Regions from separate parts of the Mus musculus genome. Here regions 2, 3, 4, 5, 6 and 7 are each linked to region 1. A link is a contact called in public HiCAR-type, HiChIP or PLAC-seq and promoter capture Hi-C data. All regions are on one chromosome and are shown on one strand. The core of a region is the stretch at or near the end of the contact, and the rest is flanking DNA. Distances in the headings are between cores, read along the strand shown. Region 1 holds the start of Ttc21b (tetratricopeptide repeat domain 21B). Region 2 overlaps Slc38a11 (solute carrier family 38, member 11). Region 3 holds the start of Slc38a11 (solute carrier family 38, member 11). Region 4 has its middle 6.8 kb from the start of Gm34688. Region 5 has its middle 3.4 kb from the start of Gm34739. Region 6 holds the start of Scn3a (sodium channel, voltage-gated, type III, alpha). Region 7 holds the start of Scn2a (sodium channel, voltage-gated, type II, alpha).

Region 1 (2,763 bases), core at 173-2,672:
ATAGGTCCAAAGGGAAGGTAGGTCCAAGATATGTCTGGCTTTCTTCCCACTTGGTTTTGTATGGGTAGTGAGCTAAAAATAGTTGGAGAAGAAGGGCCAGGGAAAACCTTTCATAGACAAACGTTAGAGCTCATGAAGATGTACTGGCATATGAGGATGCTCCTTCATTTAGGTACATCCACAGCTGCTTACCAACGTCACTGCAGATGGACAGAGATACTAAAGTAGGTACCATCTGGCATTTTGTAGACGGTGCTTGCCACTCCTTGTTCAAGAACCTTGTTCTAGATAGAATATTGCACTGATCAAACTGGAAAGGGAAGAAGCCAAGGTCAGCAGCCTCAGTTTTAGGACACGACTCGCTCCTGTGCTAAGTGATGAGAAGTTTAATAATGGTTTTATCACTAAAGTGGTTTTAGTGCAGAACTCATTTGGATAAAATGAGGGATAAAACATGTAAAAGAGTTGGAGGAAAAACTTGAAAAGGTAATGTAGAAATTCATTAAAAAAAAAAAAAAAAAGCCAAACCTTTCGGTCTTCCCTAACTGTCAGCACCCACTGTCCTCTGAATATAATCAGTAGTTCTCATGACATTCATGTGTTTAATAGCTTGTGGGGTCAGCCCTCATAAATCAAGTGAAAGTTGCAAGACTAAGCACCTTTACTGCAGTATTGCAAGTACTTAGAAAATAGTGCAAAACACACAGAAGGCAGTCAACCAATGCTTGCTAAATGTACTAAGAACTTTTTCCAGTGTTGGATTTTTGAATGAGTAAATCTCATGTCCAGGAGTCTGTTCAGCTAGCTCCAACTTCCGGGAGTCACCCAAGAAAAAGCGCTCCACAAATACTGAACAGGTCCCAAAGTGGACAGAGGGGAGGGGAGGGGATGCGAGGGGAGGGGAGGGGAATGATCGCGAAAGGCTTCCAAACCTTGTCCTTGTTTTTCACCATTTCTGAAATATATGCTGAGTGCAACTATGGGAAGACCATTTTCATAATCTATAATACTCCTCCTTTTAAAGGACTTTCGTTAACCGCTTGCAAAGGTGAGTGCCGGGTAGAGGACATTAGCTCGCTAAGTCCCTAGAAATCACACTTGGAGACTAAGCAGGCTTTCCCAGGAGAAGTCCAAAGCCAACATAAGCAGGAGGCTGGGGGCTGGCCGTTAACCGCAAGGCAGTGGTTGAGCCCTCGGGATCATCCCGGCGGGGGGCGCAGCATCTCCGCCAAGGCCGCAGGCTCTCACCATCAGCTGCCCGAGCCACCCTGTACCTCGCAGTCCACTCGCCCTGCCCACGCCCCGCGCCGCCCGCTCACCTTCAGCCCCTGGGAGTCCATGGCCGCCGGCTACCCGGAGGGTGCCCACCGCTGCCCGCCGCAGGGTTAGGGGTTCAGACCCACTTCCCGGGCCCTCAAACCCTAAGGGACGCGGCGTGCAGCACGAGGGGCGTGGCCCGATCTCCATTGGTTGTCGGCGTGAGGGGGCGGAGCTTAGTTGTAGGACTAGGAAGGAGGGGGCCACCGGAGCAGGCGAGGAGGGAACCCCGAGGGAGGACCGCGAGGGCGACTGGGGCTGGAATCCGCTGAGCATTGAGTGCTGCCGAGTTGTGGGGCTAGAGGAGGGAGGTCCAGCCTGGAAACGGCGCGAGGAGGAGGGATTGGGTGGAGCAAGAGATATGAGATTAAAGAATAAAGATGATGAAGCAGCAAATAGGAGGGAGAGCCATGCCGCTTTTCATCCCTGCAAACAAAGGCCGACTCCATTTTCTCAGCATTTTTTGTGGAAGCCGATTTGCGCAATGCGGCTTAGTACTTGACCAGGGAAAATGATTTACCTGACACGTGTAGTAATCGTGTCTGGGCCACAAGGTGGCGCAGAAAAATCACAGTTCGGCAAAAACCTTGAAGCCTGGCTTGGGCTTGTTCTAAATCTTTTCAGGCGCTGCTGTAATTTTGCTATTCGAGTGCTTATTAAACTGCTCCGCCAGATTTCCACCCCCAAAGTCTTATTTAAAAATATGTGGTTACCTCTTTTAGATTTCTATTTCTTAAGTGTTTGCTGTAGTTTGGATCTAAACTGTCCCTCAAAGACACACGTGCTGAATGTTCCCCAGCCCGTGTGCTGTTGGGAGTGGTGGAACCTTTGATAGATGAGGCCAAATGAAAGGACTTTAGAAGATTCTCACGTGACCTTGAAGAAGACATTGGGACCATGGACTTGCTGTTTGCTTTTCTTTTTGCTTTTCTGTTTGCTTCCTGGCAGCCTTCCTTAGAAGATCTTCACCAGTGTATTTATCATGAGATCCAGCAAGCTGACTGAGAGGGGCATCTAGACACACTAATTTGTTTCTGCTTGTATTCTTTAAAGGACTGCAGGCAGCTGTGGCCGTTATACTGATGTTTTAGTGGGCCTCCTGCCTGCTCTTAGGACTCTTCCTTCAATCGGGTTGCTTTCTCCATCCTCCGTATGAGATCTTTTACCTTGTCTTACTGTATTTTGGTCCTGTTTGGCTGTCATCTCTTAGAAGCCTACTTCTTTCTGAAGAGGAGAGGGAGGGGGAATGGATCTAAAGGAATGGAGAAGCGGATGTGGTGAAAAGCTAGGAAGAGTGGGGTGGGGGAACTGTGGTTGGGATGAGAGAAGAATCCATTTCAATTAAAAAAAAACAGGCAGAATGATGTAGACAGTTCTAGAATTCTATCTTATCAAGAAGAGAGGTACTTAAGGTCATGACAAAGCAGTGGGGATGCTAATTATTCC
Region 2 (2,763 bases), core at 167-2,666, 910 kb before region 1:
GTCATAACTGTGGAGAATCATGAGGAAGACACACAACATGAGAAAGAGTGGCTTAGGTCATGCCAGCTGGGAGTGGGCGGGGCTCAGACACTAGTGAGCTACCCTGGGTGTGCCAATAAAAGGGGAAAACAAAGAAAAACAGGGTGCTTTGGGATCCTGGAGAGAGAGTGTCTGGAACCTGGAAGAGGCGGAGCGTGGGGGATGGGGGTGGGATCCTAGGGTGGTGGTGGGTGGTACAGGAACAAACTGAGAGGCTGATCTCTCTAGAAGGCTTAGCAGAACAGGAAGCCAGTCAGGGTGACCCAGTATCTTTCTTGTGTGAGCATTTGGAAGAAGGTTAACAAAAGGGATTAAGCCTAAAAGTCAAACAGGGCAAACCAGCAAACAGGAAAGTGAAAGAAGGAATGAAGCAGGGAAAAGGGAGAAGGGGGTAGGAAGGAAGAGTAAGAGAAGGCAAGGGACTTCATTTTGAAAACTTTAGTGTCTATGAATTACAAGGTCTGAAGTGACCTTGGGCTTGGTATAGAGTAGTTTGCAGCCGTAGAATGACCAGTGCTTCAAAAAGAAATGATTGCTTCCTTTACATAAAAAAAAACCTTAACAGATGTTAATTATATAATTTTTGTTTAGCCTTTTTGGTGGGGGGGGGATGCTGGGGGTCAAAATCAGGTTTTCCTGTATGCTAACTACAAAGCTATATACATAGTCCTCTATGCTTTTAAAGAAAAAACTTATTTTTAATCATTTTTACTTATATGTATGTCTGTGAGAGCATATGTCATATATGGGCATGCCTGAAGAGGCCAGAAGAAGACATAAGCTCCTCCGTTGCTGGAGTTGCAGCTGGTGGTGAGCTGCCAGATGTGGGTGATGGTTTGGATCCTTGGAGTCCTGCATCTTGTATTGATTAGAAACTTAAATTTGTTATCTTCATAATGGCCGAGGGATCAGAAATGTTGTCCTACCAAACAACCCTGTCTTTATGAAGTGATTAAAAACAAGCTTCAGGCTGGGCATGGTGTCTCACCTGAAATCTCAGCTCTCAGGAGGCAGAGGCAAGTGGATGTCTGTAAGCTTGGGCTAGCCTGGTCTACAAAGCAAATTTCAGGCTAGCCTAGACTATATATTGAGCCCCTGTTTCTAATAAATAACACCAAAACAACAACCAAGCTTCGAGGTATTCCTGCTGGACCTTAGGACACTGCACCTCTGGGCCAGGAGGCTCAGAACACCTCGTACCTTCTGGTAGCGCACACTCAAACTCTTCCGCAGAGCACAGGATGCTTCCGAGTGATCCGTGTAGGCAGAACCTGCTCTAAATTAACTGCTTCAATCAGACACAGCTTAGAGTTAAATGCTCTGGCTACCCCTAGGCACAGCTCAGCGTTTCCTGTTTTCTGTCATAGCACAAGCTCTAAGTGACAGGCAGAGCTGACCACTTCCCCAGGCTCGGCACCAGCTGGCTCCTCAGCCACCGCTCCCTCCCAGCGCATTTGTGTCAGACTCCTTGATACAGATCTGTGTTTGACATGAGCTGGCAGGAAAAAAAAAAAATCCTCCCTTGTGATTACTCTCAATGTCAAAATGGATTCACTGACTTTAAATACAATTTTTAAACTTTGATTTAAATTTTCAGAAAACTTAATGTTGATTTTTGGGGGGTGGTGGTGGTGGTGACAGAATTTACTTTTGTTCTTACAAAAAAATGACCCACGGGCTGGAGAGATGGCTCAGTGGGTAAGAGCACTGACTGCTCTTCCAAAGGTCCTGAGTTCAAATCCCAGCAACCACGTGGTGGCTCACAAACATCCGTAATGAGATCTGACGCCCTCTTCAGGCGTGTCTGAAGACAGCTACAGTATACGTACATATAATAATAAGTAAATCTTTTTTTAAAAATCACACACAAAGAAAAAAAATGACCCACGTGAAACAAGTCATGTAATCATGGACATGTTTCATCACTTGAGATATCAACTTCCTTTGATTCTAATTATCATCTAATCTTTGATTCCCTTGCCGACTCTTCACTAAGTGCTCTTGCTGGGTTGATTTCACACAAACAAGCAGGTGGGAGGGAGTAGAGTAGGATCTTACCTCAGAAACCATCAATAGCATCATTATTGCTGTTGCTGTGTGTTTTGTGTATTCATTTGAAGAACACCATTATGGGTGTGTGTAAGAACATGAGTGTGTAAAGGTCAGAGGACAACACCAGTGTCTTCCTCGGTCACTTTTCTACCATACCCTTCTTCCCCCAACATAATATTTCTATTTATTCTTTGAGGATTTCACATCATACACCCCTACCACATTCACTTCCTTCCCTGCCCACCCACTCCCTTGTGACCTCACCCCAGCAAAAAGAGAAAAGTCTAATGAGTGTTAACGTTATACTTACTGGGGCTTGCTCAGACTCTCAGTGGCCTGCCCCTTCAATAGAGCTAAGCCTTTCTCCTTTTGCAGACCTGCTGGAAGGCAGCTGTTGTGGAGAACAATATTTCATCATCCTTTCACAGGTTTTTTATTTTTGTTTTTGTTGGGTTTTTTTGTTGTTGTTGGGTTTTTTTTTGTTTTTTGTTTGTTTGTTTGTTTGTTTGTTTTTGGTTTTTTTCGAGACAAGGTTTCTCTGTGTAGCCCTGGCTGTCCTGGAACTCACTCTGTAGACCAGGCTGGCCTTGAACTCAGAAATCTGCCTGCCTCGCCTCCCAAGTGCTGGGATTAAAGGCATGCGCCACCACTGCCCAGCCTATCACAGTTTTT
Region 3 (2,763 bases), core at 165-2,664, 890 kb before region 1:
ATTTGGTGGGTATTGCAATAGATAGGCTCTTGTTTTCCTTGCCTTTTCTGAAATGGAATGTCTCCAGCTATAAAAACAATAATAAACACTGGAAAATACTGCTTCTATTAATGGAATGCAATAGCTTTTAAAGTTTTTACTTTTATAGAAGCTTTCCCTTGCTTCTAATTTGTTGGGATAACAGGGGCTATTCTTACCAATTGTAAGCACTGCTGTAAATGAATTCTATTAATAACTAGATGTAAACAGTATTTCATAAGCTCATATTTTAAATTTAAGATCATATAGGTGCACAAGGAGATATTATCTAGTTTAATTTTCATAGGATTCTTAAAAGTCTCCCATTAAGCTTTTGTACACATAATATACGCAGGAATCTGCAAGTTTCACACTGACACTAAGATGGTTTTTGTAATACAGTCTGCTTCAGAAAGAAGAAACAAATGCATTAGTTGACATGATCCACTGACCAGTTAATCTATGAAAAGCCCATTTTCCCCGGCCCCTGTGTAGCCTCTCCCCAACTGGAGGATGCTATTGTCTGATGTGGGGGGGGGGAAACAGTGCAATTTCCGCATAAAGAGGACAGATCATTACTATGATGGAAAAAAATATAAAAGCTTTTGTGGAAGAAAACCCCATTGAAGTTTTACTGAATGCTAGCATCATAATAACACTTTGAAAAGCTTGTCTTTATACTTCATAAACAGAACCAAGCAGACACGGGTGGCTTACCTATTATCCCAGATCCTATAACAGAATTGACTACATTGAAAACAGCGGCAGACTGACTAGATTTCCCTCCGTGTTCATGTCCGGAGATCAGGCTTTCTCTGTCACTCGAGTCTGTCTCTCTCTATTTTAATAGATAAAATAACGATTTTACTAGTTCGAAAAAAAAGTCAGATAAATAAGCAACGCAGGATTCAAACATAGTAATGACATCAAGTTATGCCTATAGTGTTAATAATACATCAATAAGGAGGGAAAACAAGAATGGCCAGCAATCCAAAAGAACTTAAAGTCTATCCTTAAGTCTTCACAAGTCTCCATGTTGAGGCTGCCCAACTGCTTTGACCCAACTCCAGAGTCTGTTAGGAGTCAACCACACGGTTTTATGAAATTAAAGAGGTTATTGGTGTTATTGAAAAGTGTTTGCCAAATCGGTGTAGGTCAGATTAAGTCAGATCTATCCCTTTTTGCCAAACCAAGACCCCAGCATTAAACTTAAGGAGGATGTTGAGCTCTTGCCCTTGTTGCCAGTTTTACCTGCAGAGGACCGCTCAGCTGTGGCTGCTGATAGCTCATGTCTGCATCTGCGCAAGGGCAGGTTCTGAGGCTGGGAAGCAGGCTCCCACCAGGCCAAACTCCCCTGCAGGTTTTGCCCGCTTAAGTTCGCCAGCGAGATGGAAGGAGCCGGTGCAGCGGGTCCCTGGGTACGCTGGGCACTAGGCTGCAGCTCAGAGGTCTCCGCCTTCACGGGGCGGGGCGGGTGCACCCTGCTCGCTGCTGCGGGTGAGGATGCTGGACATTTCTAACCCTGTAGCTCAGACTCCCCTCACTCAGGGCGCACCGCACTGATCTCTCTATCTAAAACTGCAAAGGTACAACCTGTTCCTCCCACAGCGTGCGTTTTCCCTTGCTTCTCTCTCTGTTCCTATGCCAGAGTCTGAAGCCAGCTAAGAACCTAGCAACCCAGCAGCCCTCATCTCCACAGAGTGACATTGTTTACAGGGTGTTCCTCCCCCTACACCTCTTCTTGGATAGAAAAGGACTGTGAAATGTTAGAACTTTTATATTAAGTAGAATTTGGAAGCCTCATAAAGAAATCATCAGAAAGCAAAATACTACTTGGGGGCTTTAGCCAGATTGTTTGCTGTGCATGCCTTAGTCAAAGAGGCCCTGGAAATTTCGGAGAAGGAAAAATTAAGAGAAAGGCGCGATAGATTGATACTGCGGATTCAGGTAATGATCCTTTAAAAAGGAAAAGGGACATGCAGGGGCCAACAAAGGGAGGGTCCCTAGAATACCTAGGCTAGGAAGAACCTTAAATGAAAATTTCTATTTGTCATTTTGTGTTAAACAGGATGAAACAGACCGGAAGATGGGCAGAGAACGTCCTCTGGGGCAAGAAAATAATAATCCATAGATGCTAACGAAACGGAGAGGTTCTTTATATTATTTATTTATTTATTTTATTTATTTATTTATTTATTTTTCGTGACTATTTAAATATGAAAAAAAAGTTTTAATATATAAAGAAAACAAACAAACTGGGTCGTGGGGAGGTGACTTCTCAGGCACCTTGGCATGAAAGCATGGAGACCAGAGTTTGGGTTCTCCAAACCCCTTGACTGCCAGGGCAAGCTGGACAGCTAAGGTTGCTGATGGGCAAACTTTGGGTTAAAGTGAGACATGCCTTCCCCAGTGAATGAAACAGGGATCCACCTCACTCCGGAGCCATCACTCATGCACAAATAGGCATCCACACACACCTACACAGCATGCAAAAGAAAGATAAAAGGTTAGAAAAAACTAGAGCTATTTAAAAATCCTCCACTACTCTGTACCATTAATTGAAGAAGTTTCAACATTTGCCCCTTGCTTTTCCGTTTGTAAAAATGAACACTCAGAGTTACAGTAGAAACACCACCAACTTCTCTTTCCTTGATCCTCACAGCTCTAGAATCAACCAGTTCATGAAATTATCAATATTTTTCCATCTATCATTCGTAAGAATTTATTTGTAACCATAAGTTACAC
Region 4 (2,763 bases), core at 106-2,605, 870 kb before region 1:
TAAATCCAAACTCTTAGAGCCAAAGCAAAGAAACTCCTTCCTACTAAGACAAAAGGGAAGATTGTTGGCTGGGTGCAGCCAGTTGGACTTTGTTCTATTACTTATATTAAAAATGCTAATGGGATCCCTTCTGCGTGTTCAGACTTCCAACTCCTTTAACTTTCAAGATCCCCTGGATCTTGATAAAGATGCCTGAAGGTTTTGGTTAAATTTTTGTATCCAAATCCTCTAAGAGGCATGGATCTCCAAGGACAACATTCATAGCATTTTATACCTTAAAACACTACATACTTTTAAATCCCACATTTCTTGATTAAATGAGTACTGAAGGTGCTCTGTAATAGAGTTAGGTGAAATTTAAAAGATTATCCAGTCTCTATATTTTGCAAATAAAATGTTAGTGTTTGGTATTGAAAAATGGTACCTATTAGAGTCCCATTTCTCCCTCTGACTATAGAATAATAAAAAAAAAAAGTTAGCTGTGCTGGAACTCTGTTTTCCTCCAATTCTAACTCCCAATCCTGCTAATGGTACTGTACTTGCTACCTGGGAAAGATAGTGTCTTGAAATGATACTTGATGGTTACCTGATTTCTGTAATATCAAAATAGTAGAACAAAGAAAATTATTATTCACAAATAATGGCTACGGTCACTTAGATATCAGAGACCAATCTTTTGTAAAATTATAACTAGCCATTCCACATGAGATAATATCCGTGATATCCACAGTATCAAAGCAACCAAAAGGAAAGCTAGAATTAAAAGATAATACTTTATTTTGAATACTACAAATATTTAATCAAGTATTCCACAGAGTACAAACAACTCTGAACCCACAAGAAAACAGACAGCTAACTTACTTCACATATGATTTTTGATCGGTTAAAATATCTTTTTTGACCAGCCATAGCAGCTTTAATCCCAGTTCTAGGAAGGCAGGGAGAAAAGAGGCAGGCAGATCTTATTGAGTTGAGGTCAGCCTGATCTATGTAGTTTGGTCCAGGACACTCAGGGAGGGCTATGTAGTGATGCCATGTCTTTAAAAAAAAAAAAAAAAAAAAAAAAAAAGCTGCCTTTATTTCCCTAAGACCATACTGTGCTATTGTTGTTTATTTTAACTCGTCATAAAACTCTTGTATGTATATGTTACATGTAAATGCTGTGTCTGATATGGAGGGCAGAAAAAAAATAAAAGAGACTAAATCATATCTTGCTTATCATGGCTGTCCTGGAGGTTTGAATGAGACATGTCTCCACTAGGCCCACCTATTTGAATATCTGGCACTCAGTTGCTGGTGCGTTTGGGGAGGTTGCAGAACTTTCAGGAAGTGGAGCCTTGCTGAAGGAAGTACTTCTCTGGGGGAGGGTTTGCCTCGGCCCACTTCCTCTTCGCCCCACCCCTTTGCCTCCTGTTTGTGGTTGAGGATGTGCGCTGTCAGCTTCCAATTTTATTGGTGACGTTTTGGTATCTTAGTATTTTCTTTAAAAATGTCACTAAAAAATTGGAACTGGAAGGGCCGAGAATCACAAGGCTAAAGGAGATGATTAAAAGGGGTCAGAACCCATCCTTTAAGAAGCAAGAACCCGGCAGTGGTGGCACATCCTTTATCCCAGCACTTGGGAGGCAGAGGCAGGAGGATTTTTGAGTTCGAGGCCAGTCTGGTCTACAGAGTGAGTTCCAGGACTGCCAGGGCTACACAGAGAAACCCTGTCTCGAAAAAACAAACAAACAAACAAAACCCCCCAAAAACAAAAACCAAAAACAAACAACTCGGGGGATTCCCTATCTGGAAGGCAGCAACCAATAAATACTTGCGGCTACATTGAAATTTGCTAATATTGATAATGAAGGCCCCTCCCCTTTTCGTATTTCAGTTCTTTCAAAACCTTATTAGGTTTTTTTTTTCTCAAAAAGTCACTTTAGCAATGTGATAAAACTGAAAAATATATTTTTTCTTGAAAATATTACCTTAAATATTTCTTGAAATATTACCCCGAATAATTTCTTGAAAATATTAAATATCAATTCTGTTTTACTCCACCTTTTGAGTGTTTTTTTTTTCCTTTTGAGTTTTAAAACTTCAAAATTAGACATGGTGGGGTGTGCCTATAAGGCTAGTTGAGAATCAGGAGTTCAAATCAAGGTTTCCATTGGTTACACAATGAGAGACCCTCTCAACACAAACAACATTTCAAAATTACAGAAAGGGAGTAAGAATAGTGTGATAGCCACACCTTCCTGCTTAGTGCCAGCACTCGTTTATATTTCCCTATAGTTCTCTCTCATTCTCTTTATACATATGTAATGGTTTGAATATGCTTGACTCAAGGAGTATCACTATTGGGATGTGTGGCCTTGTTGGAGTAGGTGTGTCACTGTTGGCGTGCCCTTTAAGACCCTTGTCCTAGCTTCCTGGAGGGCAGTCTACTCCTAGTTGCCTTTGGAACAAGAAGTAGAACTCTCAGCTCCTCCAGCCCCATGTCTGCCTAGACACTGCCATGCTCCCATCTTGATGATAATGGACTGAATCTCTGAAACTATAAGTCAGCCCCAATTAAATGTTGCCTTTTATAAGAGTTGCCTTGGTCATAGTATCTCTTCACAGCATTAAAACCCTAACTGAACTGACATACATGCATGTACACAATTGTCTAGACATAAAGTTTACAAGTTAGCATATCTGTGATGGTATGTATGTGGCCACATGTGCACTAATATATCTTTGTGACTAAAGTGCTTGTGAGAAAGTTTAGACATCATC
Region 5 (2,763 bases), core at 176-2,675, 840 kb before region 1:
GAGGAAGGAGGAGAGCATAGAATGCTGACTTTGGGGTATATTGTGGTTGTTGCACTCTTGGACTCAGAGAACAAGATTACCTGCCTAAGACTGTGTTCCTCTTCATCTTGTCACTGCACAGAAAATGCTCACAGAACCCTACTACTCTTTGGGGATTTGTATGTAGTTGCTGGCTGATGGGAGAAACAGAGTGTGGTGATTTGAACATGCTTGGCCCATTAGGAGGTCTAGCCTTGTTGGAGGAAGTGTGTTACTGTGTAGGTAGGCTTTGAAGACCTATGCTCAAGGTTTATCTAGTGTGAAAGAGAGTCTCCTTCTGGCTGCCTTTGGATCAAGTTCTAGAACACTCAGCTCCTTCTAGAGCACCATGTCTACATGCTGGCAGACTGCCATGCTTTTCACCATGATGATAATGGGCTGATGATACCTTTGAAACCATAAGCCAGACCCAGTTAAATGTAGGTAGAGGTGTTTGCTATGTGCCTTGGTCATGGTGTATCTTTGTAGCAATGAAAGGCTAAATAAGACAGAGAGACATTTTCTTCAGTGTTGTAGCCACTGGTAAGTTGCCCACAGTCCTGTCAACAAGCCGTCATCTATGTTGTTGTAATCAGCCCCAGTGAAAATCATGGGTGATTTAAAAGAATGAGTATAGATGAGGAGTTAATTGGAGATCAGGAGTGAGAGGGGAACCAAGAGGGTAATGGGTTAGGTATAGTCACTGGAGCATGGTCAGACTCCCAATGGCCAGTCTCTGAAAGAAAACTGAGGCCTTGCTGAAGTGGAATTTTCTGGCTATGTCATGTGATGCAGACTCACATGGTGTTATGCTGAGGCAAGACCCATGGGAGGACATGTGATGTTTGAAGAGAGTATAAATAGGACTCAATGGACAATGACAGGGGCTTGCATAGTTAGCGGTCTACTGCTTTATTGTTCTTGAGTCTTTATCTTCCCTGATGTTCACTTCCTTGAGAGAGGCACAACAAAGTACTGGCATCCTAGATGGACCTGGTCACTCTCACGAAGACTCATACCTGGTAGTTTCTGCTGGCGCATGCTACTGCTGCTGATTCATGTTTAGTATCCTGACACTACTGAACTGGACTGCTGGTATGCTGACAAACAGATTGGAATCATCCCCCAAGGAACTACTTATAAACAGATCCACACCCCCTTGTCCTATTTACTATCTTTTTGCCCCTATCTTTGGATGTAGCTGTTCAGCAGCCATGGATGAACTGGGTATACCGAAAAGGGGTGCTGGAAATGAAAAGGAGCAAGGTGTGAGAGAAGGATGAAGCCAAGACAAAGTTTGTGATCAAGGCTCAAAGTTTAATATTCAGCACTGGGTTTATATAGGGAGAGCCCACAGTCCCCATCCTTTGTTTCAGCTGGATTGAGTTGCAAAGCAAGCTCAGCAGGCCATCAACACCTCAGTGCTCCTGTAGGAAATTGCAGATGTGTTGAGGCCCACTGACTCCAGCTAGGTTGTAAAACTGTTGTAGCTTTGTTCAACCTACTCAAGGCTGGGGGAAGAGCACATTTTAACAGTGGACTAGAAGGAGGGGGTGTGTGAAATATTTGAGAGCCCTTATTCAAAAGTAGGTTTTTAAAAAAAATCTAAACCTACACTTTCCCCACATCCATCACTGCCAGAAGCCATCAACTATGAAGAGCTACACTTCTGCATCCCTATCACAACTTTTAAATTTTAAAAGTTTTCTTCAATGGCTTCCAGTCTAGACATTTTCTTCTTCTTTTCTCTTCTCTTGTTTTCTTTCTCCTTTCTTTCCTTTTTGACGTTAATAGGCGAAAAATTAGTGTTTATACAGAAAAATGATGATGGTGCCAAGAATTTACAGCACAGAGGCCCTGGTCAGAACATCTTGTCTTTATGGTAGAGGTGTTTGCTATGTGCTCAGACCATAACCATTTGTCAGGTTAATTGGGAGATTCCAGCCTTCAGGTCTGAACTATCAGGGAAGTGTGAATCTCCCTCTACAGATTAGTACTTGTTTTGACAGTGGGCAGACAGTCTTCTGGGTGGCAGTGTAGTAAGCTGGGAAATACTCCATTCCTTAAAATTCTTTTTACCAGTTTCAAACTTTGAACTTCTTAGCAACTAGGGAGTTGTTGTAAGCAGCAATTTCTTAGACTTTGGTGAATTATGTTTTTACAATGTAGATTTTAATATTACTCAAGTATGACGAAGACCCCAGATTGGATGCTAGTTGACATCGAAATGACGGCTCATCATTCACAATTCCCACAAGGAGAAGGTGGCAGGGATAGCCAGGAAGCACAGTGAGGGAGAAAGGAAAGAAGTAAACTTCCTTGTTCTCTGTCTGGGAAAGAACAGGTCAAGCGGGGCAAGCTGACTGAGAAATGGCAGTGTGGGCACTTTCCCTGGGCTCTGAAGGATGGAGGATAGATCTAGGGTCTCCCAGTGTGACAGTCCAGAAAGCAGAGGGGCATACTGAAGGTAAAGGCTCACTTTATGTGAAGGAGGCCGGTGGGTGTGGCCTATTAACTGGTAAGCCAATGGATCTTCTGGTGTCAGCAAGACCTCAGATGTCCAGTTATAGGAAATTCAGAAAATTAAAAAGGCATGATTAATCCAAAATTCATTACTCTTGCCAATATTTTTGTAGAGTATATATGAACAGTACAGCAGTTATTCCATAAAATACACAGGAAAATAAAATTCAGACAGATCCAATTAACAGGCATTGAAAATACAAATGTTGCACCAGGAAAATG
Region 6 (2,763 bases), core at 147-2,646, 690 kb before region 1:
GGTCTGTATTTCTTGCAGGACACACTGCTCAGAATAGATTAGATGTAATATTTCCATGCAGATTCTCCTCACAAACACTAATGGCTTCATCTTTGTCCTCACAAGAGACATTACACTACCTATTGCACACACACACACACACACACACACACACACACACACACACACACACACACTCACACACACTCACACACACACACACACTCACACATGAGAGAGAGAGAGAGAGAGAGAGAGAGAGAGAGAGAGAGAGAGAGAGAGAGCTTTGTAATCTTAAAAACTTGTCTTTCCACTACTGCCTGTAGGTCTTCTGCTAATGTAGCAGTGTGATCACTGAATGGAACATTATGAGTGTGGTGTAAAACATTTCAGTGACAGGCACAGACTCTACACAATGTAAATTATTCTCATTTGGTCTCAAGTGAGTTTTCCTGGTGATTGGTAGTAATAGTACTGATAATAAAAACCAACCATGAAATGTTCCAGGAAGGAAAGAAACCTACCCAGCTCTCAAGCTTCTGGCTGTTAAAAGGTAACAAAACAGGAGGGTATGGGACATACAGGAATTCATGGATCATTTCACTTTTACCAAATCAAATGTATTTTAATGTTACTCTGGGTGGTCTCTTTCCCTCTATGCTGATAAATTTCTAAGAAAAATAAGAATGTCTAAATAGCCAAACACCCTTATATATTGATATCACTGTCTGTATATGGCTTCTCCAGAGCTTCTAAGTAAATAAAATTAAATTGAATTTAAAAAAAAAATAAAGCACAGAAAAGGTAGCTCCAATCTCACTGAGCATTTAATGATTTAAAGATGCCGAATAGGCGGTGTCGTCCTGAAATCTAGTGGGTTGACATTAAGTCTAACAAAACAGATGTTCTCTCTATACAATGAACCCCAAACATCTGTTTCTTTCACAGACACACACTCCTTAATTCCTAGTCTGTATTGTAAGTCACCATTTCCAGACAGAGGCTGTTTCCTTTGAAAGATAAAGGAATAATAGTAAGCAGTTTACAAATCAAATGATACCTTTAGTTCTTATAATTTACATCTAAACATTAGGCTTTTAAAAATGGCAGCACGGGGAGGATTTTAAAATGAGAAGATGATCTGGTGGCTAGATTCTACGGTGCAAATAATTAAATGTTTTGTCAGCTTACCTGATGGAGAGCCTTAGGAATCACAGCTCAACAAAGGACAGCATCCAAGATGGTTAGAATGGAACGTGCCACCCCCAGTAGTTCTTCAGATTTGGGCCACAGGGATTTGCAAATTACATTCAATTTTTTTTTCTTGCTTTCTCTGTGGATATGAAAACAAAGAGACCTTTCCAGAATCCTTTCTGCTTATGCCTCCGCTTCCTGTTCTGAGATTCACTCTATGATACCCAACATATATCAGAAAACGGCCCTGGAAGGAAAAAAAAAAAAAAAAAAGAAAGAAAAAGAAAAAGCTGGCAGCATTCAACGTGTTACTGCCATCTACTGGCAGACACACGCCATTGCGCAAACGACAAAACACTCCTATTATTCTCCATCTCTTCGGAAGGCAGGAGGCAAACCTGTATGGAAACATTATGAATCATGTAAGGGCCCCACGGTGACAGCAGAGAGATGATGGAGGCGGGGGGGGGGGGTGGTGGGGGGTAACCTAGCTACCACACGAGTGTGCACAGTTAACCTTTCACGCCTCTTTATGTATTTACTTTTTAATTTTCTAGTTGTTTGATTAGGAATCACAGGTTTTCATAAAATCTTCTCTAAGTCTGCTCTTCCAAGATGAGGTCCCCCTCCACACAAGGTGAAAAATCTGGTTTCTTAGAAAATAGTACAACATATATGCAGATGTAAACTTTTCATATTTTTTATTTCTTTCTTTTGTTTTGGTTTTGAAGACAACCTCTGATCTGAATACCTTATTTATTTATTTATTTATTTATTTATTTATTTATTTATTTATTATTTTTTAGGTGTGTGTGGCATATATATGTGCTCCTTTAGGGGGTGTGTATGTGCTCATGAAGGGGCAGCGTAGGTGGGGGTTGACCTCAGGGGTCTTCCGTGATCTACCTCTAGCTCAGCCTTTGAGACATTAGGGCAGCAAATGCTTGCGACATTGAAACAGAATCACGTAGTCAAAGGGAAAATGACTTTTGTGAGTTGAGGGGGCTCTTAACAGCAGTTTTTGGTTTTACTTTTCACATTTAGAGAAAAATTATCTCATTAAACATGGAATTAGACTGAAGCAGCAAACTCCCCGCCTCTGTCCCCACTGCTGGGGTAGAATCAGCACCGTAGCAGGCCTGGTCTTGGACGGTGAGGATTTTTTAAAAAAATTCTTATTGATTCTTTGTGAATTTCACATCATTAGCCCCAATCCTACTCATCTCCCCATCCCTTTGTATCAGCCTTCTGCCCCTGCAACATCTCCCAAAAGAAAGAAAGAGAGAGAGAGAGACAGAGAGAGAGAGAGAGAGAGACAGAGAGACAGAGAGACAGAGAGAGAAAGAAAGAAAGAAAGAAAGAAAGAAAAAGAAAGAAAGAAAGAAAGAAAGAAAGAAAGAAAGAAAGAAAGAAAGAAAGAAAGAAAGAAGATCTCTCACCTTGGAAGCTGAGGTGTGTCATTGCAGTGAGTCATTGGTCTGGTTCGAGGCCTCTGGCTTCTGCTACTCCATCAATCCTGGATCCTCACCGGGACTCCGCTCAGATATCCTGTCGTTGCCCTATAAGGTGGCGATCCTGCAGCTTGGATCT
Region 7 (2,763 bases), core at 161-2,660, 640 kb before region 1:
ATTGTTTAACCAATAAATTCAACATATAGTCTCAGTATGTCCAAGTGTGTGTGTGTGTGTGTGTGTGTGTGTGTGTGTGTGTGTGTGTGTGAGAGAGAGAGAGAGAGAGATCAAAACATATTTTAGATAGCTTAATGAAAATGCATGCTATTTACTTCATTGACTTTTATGCTTTATGACGGGCATGCATATTAAAGGAAACATAGGAATTAAAGCACAAAAATACAAGTATATGTACAATGAAAATACAAAAGTAATGCACAAGCTATTTTTCTAGGACAGTCATCCATTCATTATCTGGGAATAATTCGTGTTTCAGGTACGTGTTAAGGATCCAGGCTTATAAAAGTGAGCAAATTGAAGTGACTGTAAAGAAACAAGAATAGATTCAGTGAGGGCAGGGGTATGAGCACAATTCTGGGCACATGCCTAGATTTTGGTTTTAATGTGGAGGTCCTCTGCAAGAGCAGTGAATGATCTTAACCTCTGAGCAATCTTTCTAATAATGAAACGATCATTATTATTTTTTTAAATCGTATTTTACCAAGATTTTATGTCAGCTGGCAGAAAATCTTGGAACACTGCAAGAGAGCGTGTAATTGGCTTTCAGCACCACGGACAGCACCAGAATCTCTGAATTGGTACTTGACCCTGTTTGATGAAGTTGGTTTTGAGAAAAAGACAGCAGATAGACTTTTTAAATTTCAAGTAGTTTGTGACTCAGAACTTCATAAACAATTGTAGAAAATTAAGCACGAAAAAAATAAGTACATAAACTAATATGTATTGAACAGGTCATATACTCAGCAAAACTTTGGTTTTCTAACTTACTTAACAAGTGGGGAACTTTGAATTCTGCTCCTACCCTCCCAATGAGGCCTTGCTTCAGACTATGGTATAGAACAATTATCACATTTCAGATTGCCTATATGGTTCGAGATGTTTCAGAAAGTTTGATTGACCGAGGTTTTTGTCTTTTCATAAATCCATCATTCTGTTAACAACAAGCTTATCTCTTAAGACAATATACTTCCTCACAAAAAGATAACCAATAATGACATGATTAATAATTACAATTAGTTTCATATAGCTCTTTTCCATAATGTTCTGAAAACTCAGATTTCATTTAAACATAATAAAAATAAATCAAACTCCAAATGTTAAACTACATTTTAAAAAACCACAAAGTATAATGACATTTTAGTGTTCAATTTGTAACTAACTAGAATAGTTGAATTAGAGTACATTAGAATTCTGAACTATACACCATTTAATCTTATGTGTTGAATGTTGCTTTGCCAAAGGAACTTGAAATTACAGCGATTCCACTTGTGGCCAGGAGATGGAGCTGTCATGCAAGACGCTCCTCTCCTACATTTATTTATTTATTTATTTATTTATTTTAATTTAGCATGCTGTTTTCTGACAGTGGGTACCATCGAGTGACTGAGTGTCAGAACAGAAAGCTAAGGCAGAAGCAGAGAGGATGCAGTGATCGCCCTGTCTTGGCTTTTTCTCTTTAGTAAGGATATTATTATCGCACATGTGAGATTTTACTTTCTGCTGTAGGCTGAATTCTAGAAACCTGCGTTGGAGACTGGTTATATTCAACACGCACATGGATTCTGTGCTATGAGTACCATTCCCTTTATTTCAGGTAAGCAAGCATGATTCTATTTTTGTTGCATCAGTGAATCACGATTCTGCCAAATGATGGCATTTAAAATAAGATGTGCTTTGTAATGTTGTATGCAGAACTCAAAGGCTCAAATGCTCTAATTCTGGCTGTTCTGCGTTTAAAAACCTTCCTATGCTAAAATGATCACTGGCTGTGCCATGTTGTATTTTCAATGTTTTCTTCGGCTTCTTAGCCTTTCATTTCTGTGGCTGTATTTGTTTAACATCAAAAGATAAAGCTTGCAGAGTGAGGGATGGGCCTTCTTCTCACAAGGGAAATACTGATGTTTAATGCGTTGAACAAATCATAGAGATGTAATGAAGCAGACTAACATGGCAGTGGCTCTGCCAGAGCCCACGGCTGAGCATCCTGGGCACAGTTTTAGAGCTACCTCAGCATCCTGAGCCCAAGGCCTTTTGAACAATTGCTGCTGCTAGGATGTTGGGATTCTTTATGTTTTTGTTTTAACCTTTTAGAACGGTATGCAAGTCACTGCTAGCCCACGAGTGAAGATTGATGTAATGTGTTTAATAGATTCCGAGTGACAGCACTGGACTCCCCCCTCCCCCCTTAGGAGGAGAACAGTGGAAACTAATTAATTGCTGGGGGAAAATGGATTATCCTTATCTGTGAAAAAAAAAAGACAGTGGGCATTTAGAATAGTTCCATTGTGAAAAGTGTTCACATTTTAAACAATTTTAGGTCACGTGATGTTAGCTAAAGAGTAGAATGACTCAGGAGGTGGAAATGGTAACAACCTTCCTTTTTATCCTGGTTCCTATGATTAAAGACTTTCTTTATGATTATCAGTAGAAGCAGAAAATGAAATATAGAAATGTCGTATACAAAAGCCATTGGTTGCCATTTGGCTCAACATTTGGATTGATTTGAATAAATTAAAAAAATAGGAATATTTTTACAAGATTGTTAACTGCTTCACTCTCTCTTGTTGAAAGACGTGTGTGTGTGTGTGTGTGTGTGTGTGTGTGTGTGTGTGTGTGTGGTGTAGGAGGCAGGCAGTGAGGGTGCATGCATTTGAGATGTTTCTATCTCAGTCATCATTTTCCTATAAAAAGGTAGTTATG

The links. Promoter capture Hi-C pulls out the DNA fragments that hold promoters and counts their contacts. HiChIP or PLAC-seq counts read pairs in DNA pulled down with a chosen protein or histone mark. HiCAR-type assays count read pairs that join an accessible place to other places.
Region 2: a contact with region 1 is called in an H3K27ac HiChIP or PLAC-seq map of large pre-B cells, with 2.4 times the contacts expected there. The contact joins the enhancer-like site here to the promoter of Ttc21b in region 1. A contact is called at or near these places in 6 of 39 promoter capture datasets (the 3T3-L1 cell line, 3T3-L1-derived adipocytes, embryonic stem cells and 3 more) and 1 of 115 datasets of contacts at active chromatin or transcription factors (large pre-B cells).
Region 3: a promoter capture Hi-C map of embryonic stem cells shows a contact between it and region 1, with 4 times the contacts expected there. The contact joins the promoter of Slc38a11 here to the promoter of Ttc21b in region 1. A contact is called at or near these places in 9 of 39 promoter capture datasets (the 3T3-L1 cell line, 3T3-L1-derived adipocytes, cranial neural crest and 5 more).
Region 4: a RAD21 HiChIP or PLAC-seq map of pro-B cells shows a contact between it and region 1, with 4 times the contacts expected there. The contact joins the enhancer-like site here to the promoter of Ttc21b in region 1. A contact is called at or near these places in 5 of 39 promoter capture datasets (the 3T3-L1 cell line, frontonasal cranial neural crest, hippocampal neurons and 2 more), 1 of 15 datasets of contacts at CTCF or cohesin (pro-B cells), 5 of 484 Hi-C or Micro-C datasets (cerebral cortex, embryonic stem cells and myeloid progenitors) and 10 of 115 datasets of contacts at active chromatin or transcription factors (bone marrow-derived macrophages, embryonic forebrain, embryonic stem cells and 4 more).
Region 5: an H3K4me3 HiChIP or PLAC-seq map of embryonic stem cells shows a contact between it and region 1, with 5 times the contacts expected there. The contact joins the enhancer-like site here to the promoter of Ttc21b in region 1. A contact is called at or near these places in 7 of 39 promoter capture datasets (the 3T3-L1 cell line, cranial neural crest, frontonasal cranial neural crest and 3 more), 5 of 484 Hi-C or Micro-C datasets (embryonic stem cells, myeloid progenitors and uterus), 9 of 115 datasets of contacts at active chromatin or transcription factors (astrocytes, bone marrow-derived macrophages, differentiating embryonic stem cells and 5 more) and 1 of 9 other capture datasets (liver).
Region 6: a HiCAR-type map of astrocytes shows a contact between it and region 1, with 2.6 times the contacts expected there. The contact joins the promoter of Scn3a here to the promoter of Ttc21b in region 1. A contact is called at or near these places in 1 of 39 promoter capture datasets (pre-B cells), 1 of 484 Hi-C or Micro-C datasets (embryonic stem cells), 3 of 115 datasets of contacts at active chromatin or transcription factors (astrocytes, embryonic limb bud and embryonic stem cells) and 1 of 9 other capture datasets (pancreatic islet).
Region 7: a HiCAR-type map of astrocytes shows a contact between it and region 1, with 3 times the contacts expected there. The contact joins the promoter of Scn2a here to the promoter of Ttc21b in region 1. A contact is called at or near these places in 7 of 39 promoter capture datasets (the 3T3-L1 cell line, cranial neural crest, embryonic stem cells and 4 more), 1 of 484 Hi-C or Micro-C datasets (the N1E-115 cell line) and 5 of 115 datasets of contacts at active chromatin or transcription factors (astrocytes, embryonic forebrain, embryonic stem cells and 1 more).

The regions. Positions count from the first base shown.
Region 1 is chr2:66,255,195-66,257,957 of GRCm38.p6, forward strand. It overlaps Ttc21b (tetratricopeptide repeat domain 21B), which reads right to left and starts at 1,423. Exons shown (of 29, transcript NM_001047604.2): 1 at 1,320-1,423. The coding sequence starts at 1,340.
Region 2 is chr2:65,340,890-65,343,652 of GRCm38.p6, forward strand. All of the region lies in intron 7 of Slc38a11 (solute carrier family 38, member 11), which reads right to left. Among named protein-coding and RNA genes, the nearest start is that of Slc38a11, 22 kb to the right of the region's middle. Within about 2 kb of position 1,417, at least 115 of the 459 cell types and tissues checked have an H3K27ac peak or open chromatin away from gene starts, as enhancers often do. A contact at or near this core is called in pre-B cells, where this site is marked.
Region 3 is chr2:65,362,612-65,365,374 of GRCm38.p6, forward strand. It overlaps Slc38a11 (solute carrier family 38, member 11), which reads right to left and starts at 1,415. Exons shown (of 12, transcript NM_177074.2): 1 at 1,270-1,415; 2 at 736-856. The coding sequence starts at 1,308. Mir6337 (microRNA 6337) reads right to left here and starts at 1,789; the gene lies at 1,685-1,789.
Region 4 is chr2:65,390,171-65,392,933 of GRCm38.p6, forward strand. No RefSeq gene overlaps it. Among named protein-coding and RNA genes, the nearest start is that of Gm34688, 6.8 kb to the left of the region's middle. Within about 2 kb of position 1,356, at least 23 of the 459 cell types and tissues checked have an H3K27ac peak or open chromatin away from gene starts, as enhancers often do. A contact at or near this core is called in bone marrow-derived macrophages and pro-B cells, where this site is marked.
Region 5 is chr2:65,417,371-65,420,133 of GRCm38.p6, forward strand. No RefSeq gene overlaps it. Among named protein-coding and RNA genes, the nearest start is that of Gm34739, 3.4 kb to the left of the region's middle. Within about 2 kb of position 1,426, at least 8 of the 459 cell types and tissues checked have an H3K27ac peak or open chromatin away from gene starts, as enhancers often do. A contact at or near this core is called in embryonic stem cells, where this site is marked.
Region 6 is chr2:65,566,096-65,568,858 of GRCm38.p6, forward strand. Scn3a (sodium channel, voltage-gated, type III, alpha) reads right to left here and starts at 1,397. Exons shown (of 27, transcript NM_001355167.1): 1 at 1,171-1,397. All of the region lies in intron 2 of Gm34833 (a long non-coding RNA gene), which reads left to right.
Region 7 is chr2:65,619,359-65,622,121 of GRCm38.p6, forward strand. It overlaps Scn2a (sodium channel, voltage-gated, type II, alpha), which reads left to right and starts at 1,411. Exons shown (of 27, transcript NM_001346679.2): 1 at 1,411-1,657.